Regions from separate parts of the Gasterosteus aculeatus genome. Here region 1 is linked to region 2. Evidence: chromatin contacts called from public Hi-C data. All regions are on one chromosome and are shown on one strand. Each heading gives the region's core, a stretch centred on a gene start, on an enhancer-like site or on the middle of the called end of the contact. The rest is flanking DNA. Distances are from core to core; before and after follow the strand shown. Region 1 overlaps frem2b (FRAS1 related extracellular matrix 2b). Region 2 holds the start of frem2b (FRAS1 related extracellular matrix 2b).

The links. A called contact is a pair of places that touch in the nucleus more often than the background predicts.
Region 1: a contact with region 2 is called in a Hi-C map of whole body, with 1.8 times the contacts expected there. The contact joins the enhancer-like site here to the promoter of frem2b in region 2. A contact is called at or near these places in 3 of 6 Hi-C or Micro-C datasets (skeletal muscle, tail fin and whole body).

The regions. Positions count from the first base shown.
Region 1 is chr1:14,680,959-14,683,724 of fGasAcu3.hap1.1, reverse strand. frem2b (FRAS1 related extracellular matrix 2b) reads right to left here. Exons shown (of 24, transcript XM_040173979.2): 16 at 2,704-2,766; 17 at 462-654; 18 at 248-352. Among protein-coding and RNA genes, the nearest start is that of LOC120817607, 21 kb to the left of the region's middle. Within about 2 kb of position 1,349, at least 4 of the 9 cell types and tissues checked have open chromatin away from gene starts, as enhancers often do.
Region 2 is chr1:14,641,854-14,645,015 of fGasAcu3.hap1.1, reverse strand. It overlaps frem2b (FRAS1 related extracellular matrix 2b), which reads right to left and starts at 1,566. Exons shown (of 24, transcript XM_040173979.2): 1 at 1-1,566. The coding sequence starts at 1,386.

The DNA of each region.
Region 1 (2,766 bases), core at 100-2,599, 39 kb before region 2:
GATATAATGTAGGAGATGTTATCAAAGCACATCCTGACAAGGATGTTGATTATGTGTCACTGGGGGACCTAAATAATTCAAGGATAATCAAGGATAAAACTGAAAAGGGAACTTTCCAGGTTATTTAAAGTATTTGCGACAATTGTGTCACCATAGGTGCTTATTTAAACTATATAGGAGCATCATATTTCACATCCAATGTTTTACTGATAAAAACAACTGTACTCTTTTATATGAACTACTGTACCTGGATGTGCAAACACAAACAGGCCTCGGAATCGAGCTTCCGTGCGGAAGTTGACTACCAGCCGTCCCTGGCCGTTTATACGCATGCTGGTTGGGTACAGGGCACCTGCAGGACAATCACAGATCACCGTTTCAATGAGGCCACTTATTTGCGCTCCCGCATCAAGTTAACATGGCAGATTTGAAGTAGTTCTCACATTTTGTTCAAGTCTTACCTTGGAGTTCATTCTCCGGCGGGCTGCCTATGCCGTCCCTCCACAAGATGGCAGTGTCGTAAACAAAAGTGAGCCTCAGCTCCGACTGCAAATCAAAGTGCTGCCATCCTCCCGCTCCCACAGGGGAATGGAAAACATAGGACACATGGAGCGGTACTCGCAGGGTCACATACGACTGGACCAGATTCAACACCTGCAGAGAGACCCGACATGTTGTGAAGGAGTAAATTATTTAGATCATACCTTGCATGTTAATTGCATGTTAATGTTTTAGAAATACGAGGAGGAAAGAATCAAAAACCCATGAATAAAGCACATGAACACCAACCCCTGATATGATCATTGATATGTTATCAACATGGCTGATTTAAATTGAAGACGGACCACAGATTGATTAGACATGTATTAGTGAACTCCACATACTTTTCTGGGAAATAATTGCTGCAATATTAACTTTGAGTAGGTTTCAGGTCAATTCACTTCATGTTTAATATTTTGAGGTCATGAGCTGAACACAATCTCAGATAACATACTTCAATTCGTATCTTTTCAATTAAATCAATTAAAAACATTTAAATAGCTTTCACCACTATCTACTGCTATTTATGATTAACACAAACAACAGAATGCACTGCATTTACATTATTTAGGGGCATTTATTCACAACAAACTCCCCCCTCCAAATTATTATTATAACTAAAGAGCTGTCCCAAAATGGTCAAATGATTCCAAGTGGTGAAAGTCCTCTGAAAGGAGTGCTTTCTGCTATCCGCACTTTTCTCCGTCCTGGGAGAGGTACTTGCCTGCACTGGCTCTGTGATCATGTGGAAACGTGCCTTTGCCTCTGGGCTCCGAGAGCTCAAGCAGATGATTGGCAGAATGGCCTTGTGACACATCCTGCCGGGCCTAAATAGATTCCTATGGTCCTTTTAAGCTGAGCACTAAGCCCACACTGTGACATGACACTGCCCCCGGCCTGTGCTCAGACTGCCAACCCACTTAGAGGAGCTTTTGGGTTACGGGGCACCCGCTAACAAAGGCAGGTTTTCTCTTTCCATTGATCCTGCCTTACATATCTTGAAACGGAACGGTTGGCGCCTCAGACTTTTGCATTTACATGCCACCGTTTGTTCTGTTCAGTAGCCATAGCAACAATATCTACATACAGTACTGTACACAACCTGCATGTATACCATGTTACCACCTAATGAAAAGACAACAGGCACATGGGTTTTATTGCAAAGCGTGTTTTCTTAAGCATTTTGATAGGATAATATCTACCCTATATATATATATATATATATATATATATATATATATATATATATAATATATACCCTTTTTTTTATAGAAATGAGTGAAGTGAAGTGTGTGCAGTATGGAGCTCATCTTACGGTAAGGATTGTATCACTGACGGCAATCTGCTTACTTGTTAAAACATGTGTAGTGACACGTTTTCTGTTTTTTTTTCCACATTATGTGGCTAGTGGCAAGTTCCACTTGTAAAGAGAGGCTGTTATCACCTCGGTGGTGCCTTTGTTTAAACCTGAAGCAATGTTAAATGAGAGACTAGCATTTTGGAAAACTTACCAAATGTATGTGCAGTAGGGATTTAATTAATAATCCCGTGATAATAATAATAATGCACTGTTGCAGCGTTTCTTTCTCAACACTGTACCTTAATTGAGTCAACTGACTAAATGTTTCCGAGGTGAATGCAAATGTTGGGGGCCGCGAGACATCTACGCCCGGAGAACACGAGGGGCTTTAATATTTCCTCTTTCCCGCTCCACATGAAATCTGCTGCTACAAAGGGCACATTGCACACACAACGATGCAGATAAACTCACATTTGTATAAGACGGCTGTTGACTTTGAAAGATAAATAACCGGCCTTACCGTGAGTTGAAGGGAGCAGAGTGCCGGGTTAGTCATTACTATAAAGGTTAACGCGGGTCTCCAGACAATAATGGAGGATTTCTACAGGCTAGTATTTACTTTCGGATCTTTAAGGGAAAACCAAGCAGCCAAGTAGAATTTTAATATGCCAGTAAATGATTACTTAGAACTGAAAATCCAGAAGGATCTTTTTAAATGACAGAACAGACCAGTAATTGCTGTGGACACATTCCTATCCTCAAGGGGCTCTGCTGCTTTATTGAACCAACTCCTTGCTCCTTCTGTCTAGGGATGACAAAAGGGGTCAGAGGTGAGCAAAAGCTCAGAGGTGGGGCTACTTTACCTGTCCATCAGTCCCAATGGTGCCTCCACAGTCACTCAGCAGCTCAGACATGTCATAGTAGCT
Region 2 (3,162 bases), core at 317-2,816:
AGCCGGGGTGAAAAATTTCCTCCTAGTGCCCAGAATGGTCAGTTCCCCGTGCCTCAGCCCATCAATAACGGTGATTTTGACATTATGTAAACTGTCCTCATCGCTGATTTCCAGACTCTTTAAACTGGACAGGGGCCTGGACTGACCCTCGTACAGTAACTGCCCAGTATTCCTGGTCACCACAGGGGCCAAAGTGTTCATGGGCTTAACAACAATCATGAAGGCGAAAGGTTCTGACACTGCCCCCTCCGTGTCCACGACCTCAAACCCAAGCTGGAAAATCCGCTCAGTGTCTGAATCTACGGCGGGGGGTTTGTAGGCTATTTTCAAATCTTTTAGGTCTGCCTGGTAAAACGAGGTTATCGGCAAATTCCTATCGTCCGTGCTCACTATGTAGCCCTCCTCAAAGGACAAGGTAGATGTGATGTTGAAAATTAATTCATCAGGATTAGACTCAACATCCTCCGCAGCCAGCATGTCCATGGTTATTGCTGTCATTACAAACTGGTCTACTTCCATCATCATCATCGCAACAAAGCTGGGTTTAGGAGCCGTGTTCTCCTCTCCGCCTTTAATCCTCACCAAAATTTGGAAAGATTCCTGCTTGAGCAAATTGCTCTCCTGATCATGTAACTCCACAAGCATTGGAATATAATCCCTGTTGGGCGACTTGGAAGCAAAAGTATGCCGATAACGGACGTTCATCTTAATAAATTCATCACAGTCCACCATTGTTCCGAGGCTGTCCTCATCCACAAGGTTCCCATACCTGGGCAGAACACTGCTGCTCGACAGAGAGGTTATTTTGCATTGTTGTGCACTTCTATCATAGGTGAATTCTAAAATCCTTCCATCGATGGGGCTGCTTGTTCCGAGCAGTCTCTCCACAGGGAGTGGCATGTTTTTGGTCACAACTTCCAGCTGTGTGAAAATGACTTCCACCTCCATCATAAAAGGAATTATAATGGTGTCCGTTTGGGTGTCATACCTGAGTTGCAATCTCACTCTGTCCCTCGGAGGGCTCCTGGAGCCAAAGTGCGAGTACTTAACATTCGGGCCAAATTCACACGGAAACTTTTTCGGAAACAGGTGTCCAGGCCTCTGAGTCAGCGGATCGTTGTCCAGGACCGTTATACTGCATGCGTCACCGGGCCAAACTTGGATAACCAAATCGTTGAAGGGATCGATGAAGACCGATCTCCCGAAAGGCACGCGGATCCCGTTATTGGCAACCAATATCGTGTCCTCCGACGGCTCGGGCCGCAAGGCGTATGATAATCCGCTGCTGCCGAACACCTGCCCGACGGCGTTACCTGTGAGGACGACCGCGAGCAGAACAAAAGCAGCGGCCGTCCTGTGCAGACGCGGGGGAATAATCCGAGCCATTTGGAGTGCGGAGCCGCAAACGGAGACACGTTGAACTTTGCGCGTGCACCGTTATGAACTAAGTACGGCGGTTAAAGTTGCAAGAATATGCAATCGGAGTCGGATGATATCACGCGTCTGCGCGCACTGAGGTGCACCATTCTCTCGCAGCGGCCGCGCACTGATAACATAAACTTCACAGCTTTGCAAGGAGTACGCGGAGTTACGCCCTCCTCTCAGCCGATTGGTTAATATCTCCGCTGGAATGCGTTTTGCCGGGTTTTAAATGGACGTGGTTCGTGTCATTCGGGCCGGACACAAACCACGACGCGTAACGCTGGACCTCGAGCAGGTTGCATTAGACAAAAAGAAAAAAAAAATGAATAACGTGATGTTTTTGGTGTTCATGGCCCGATTTACATCCTCGAGCGTGGCCGGGAATTTAATTGCGTTCGAAATAGTTTTAACAGTTGGATGTTGTTTAAATAATCTGTTCCCCAATCAAAGGTGTTCACTCAGAAATGCTCCTGACGAGAAGGTTTATGGATCAAAGGGAGAGTCTTCACTGATGAACTAACTGGAGAAGGACTTTGTCTCCCTCTCGTGGTTTGCTCCGCTGAGGAGGCTGGGTGCAGAAATCACACACTGGCCTCGATGTTTTTGCACATTTACCACCTTCTCTCTGATAAAACCAGGTGCGTCTTGAAAAGCTTCCACCAAACAGGTTCTACGTTACATGCACAGGGTCGTACACTATATAATAAATGGTTGTATTGTTTGATAAGGAATAAATAACTGGTCTACCCCTCCAATAGGAGCTTTAAAATGTGTGAGGTGGTGTGTGTGGATATCAGTAATAACATTTCAGCCAAAACACACCCTGCAAAATAACCCCAAATTCACTCTTAAAGTACGAGTGCAAAAAGTTGTGCTTACTATGGTCACGCGGTGACTATGCCCTGTTTCCTGCTCTCTCATCACACATCAGGTCCACCAGGCGTCAGGCGCTTCCCCCAGCAGAGCATTCCCCTCTGACTCTTGGACAAGTCCTGTCATGAACCCGGCCCAGTCAGGAGGACTCCCACGCAGACGCTGTGCACCACAGCAAGGCGGGTTGACCACAAAATTTGATCAAAACATGATTTAATTTTCCCTACGGTGAGCCCCAACCGCACCGGAAGATGAGAGCCGTAAATATTTTTACAATAGAGTCTAAACGTGTTGAAGGGAGATCGACCTATTGCTCGTATTACTCCTGCTCCGCTATTGCTTTCACTGTTTTACTTAAATTAACAGAAAAAATGCTTTAAAATTTAAAAAAAAATCTCAACTCAACCGTAGTCTGTCATTGTTTCAACGAACACACATGTGCCCACATGCTCCCCTGTGAAGCATTGCTTGAAACTTGACTTCAGCTGTGCTCAGGCCCTTCTGATCCCTTTTAGATGCTTTTCATTCCATCCACAACAAAGTGTGGGTGCAACCATCGTATCTGCACCTACCTATTGTTGCACTTTTAATGACATACAAACGGTCTCACAGCTGCCATGTGTTGAAATCAGTACACAGTAGCTGCCATAACAAATCGTGCAGTTGGGTTGGACACTGTTGACAGGGTCCAATTATAAATATAGCCAAGCAAACTGCAAGGCAAAGCCCCCGGGCCTTGACAGCTCCTAGTTACAAGAGAAAATGAAAAAGAAGATGAATAGAACTTTTTGAAAGCAGCGATGCCAGAGAGGGAATTGGATCACACCCAAACCTTCAGGCTTATTTTTGAGGCAAGAGGAAGTTTCA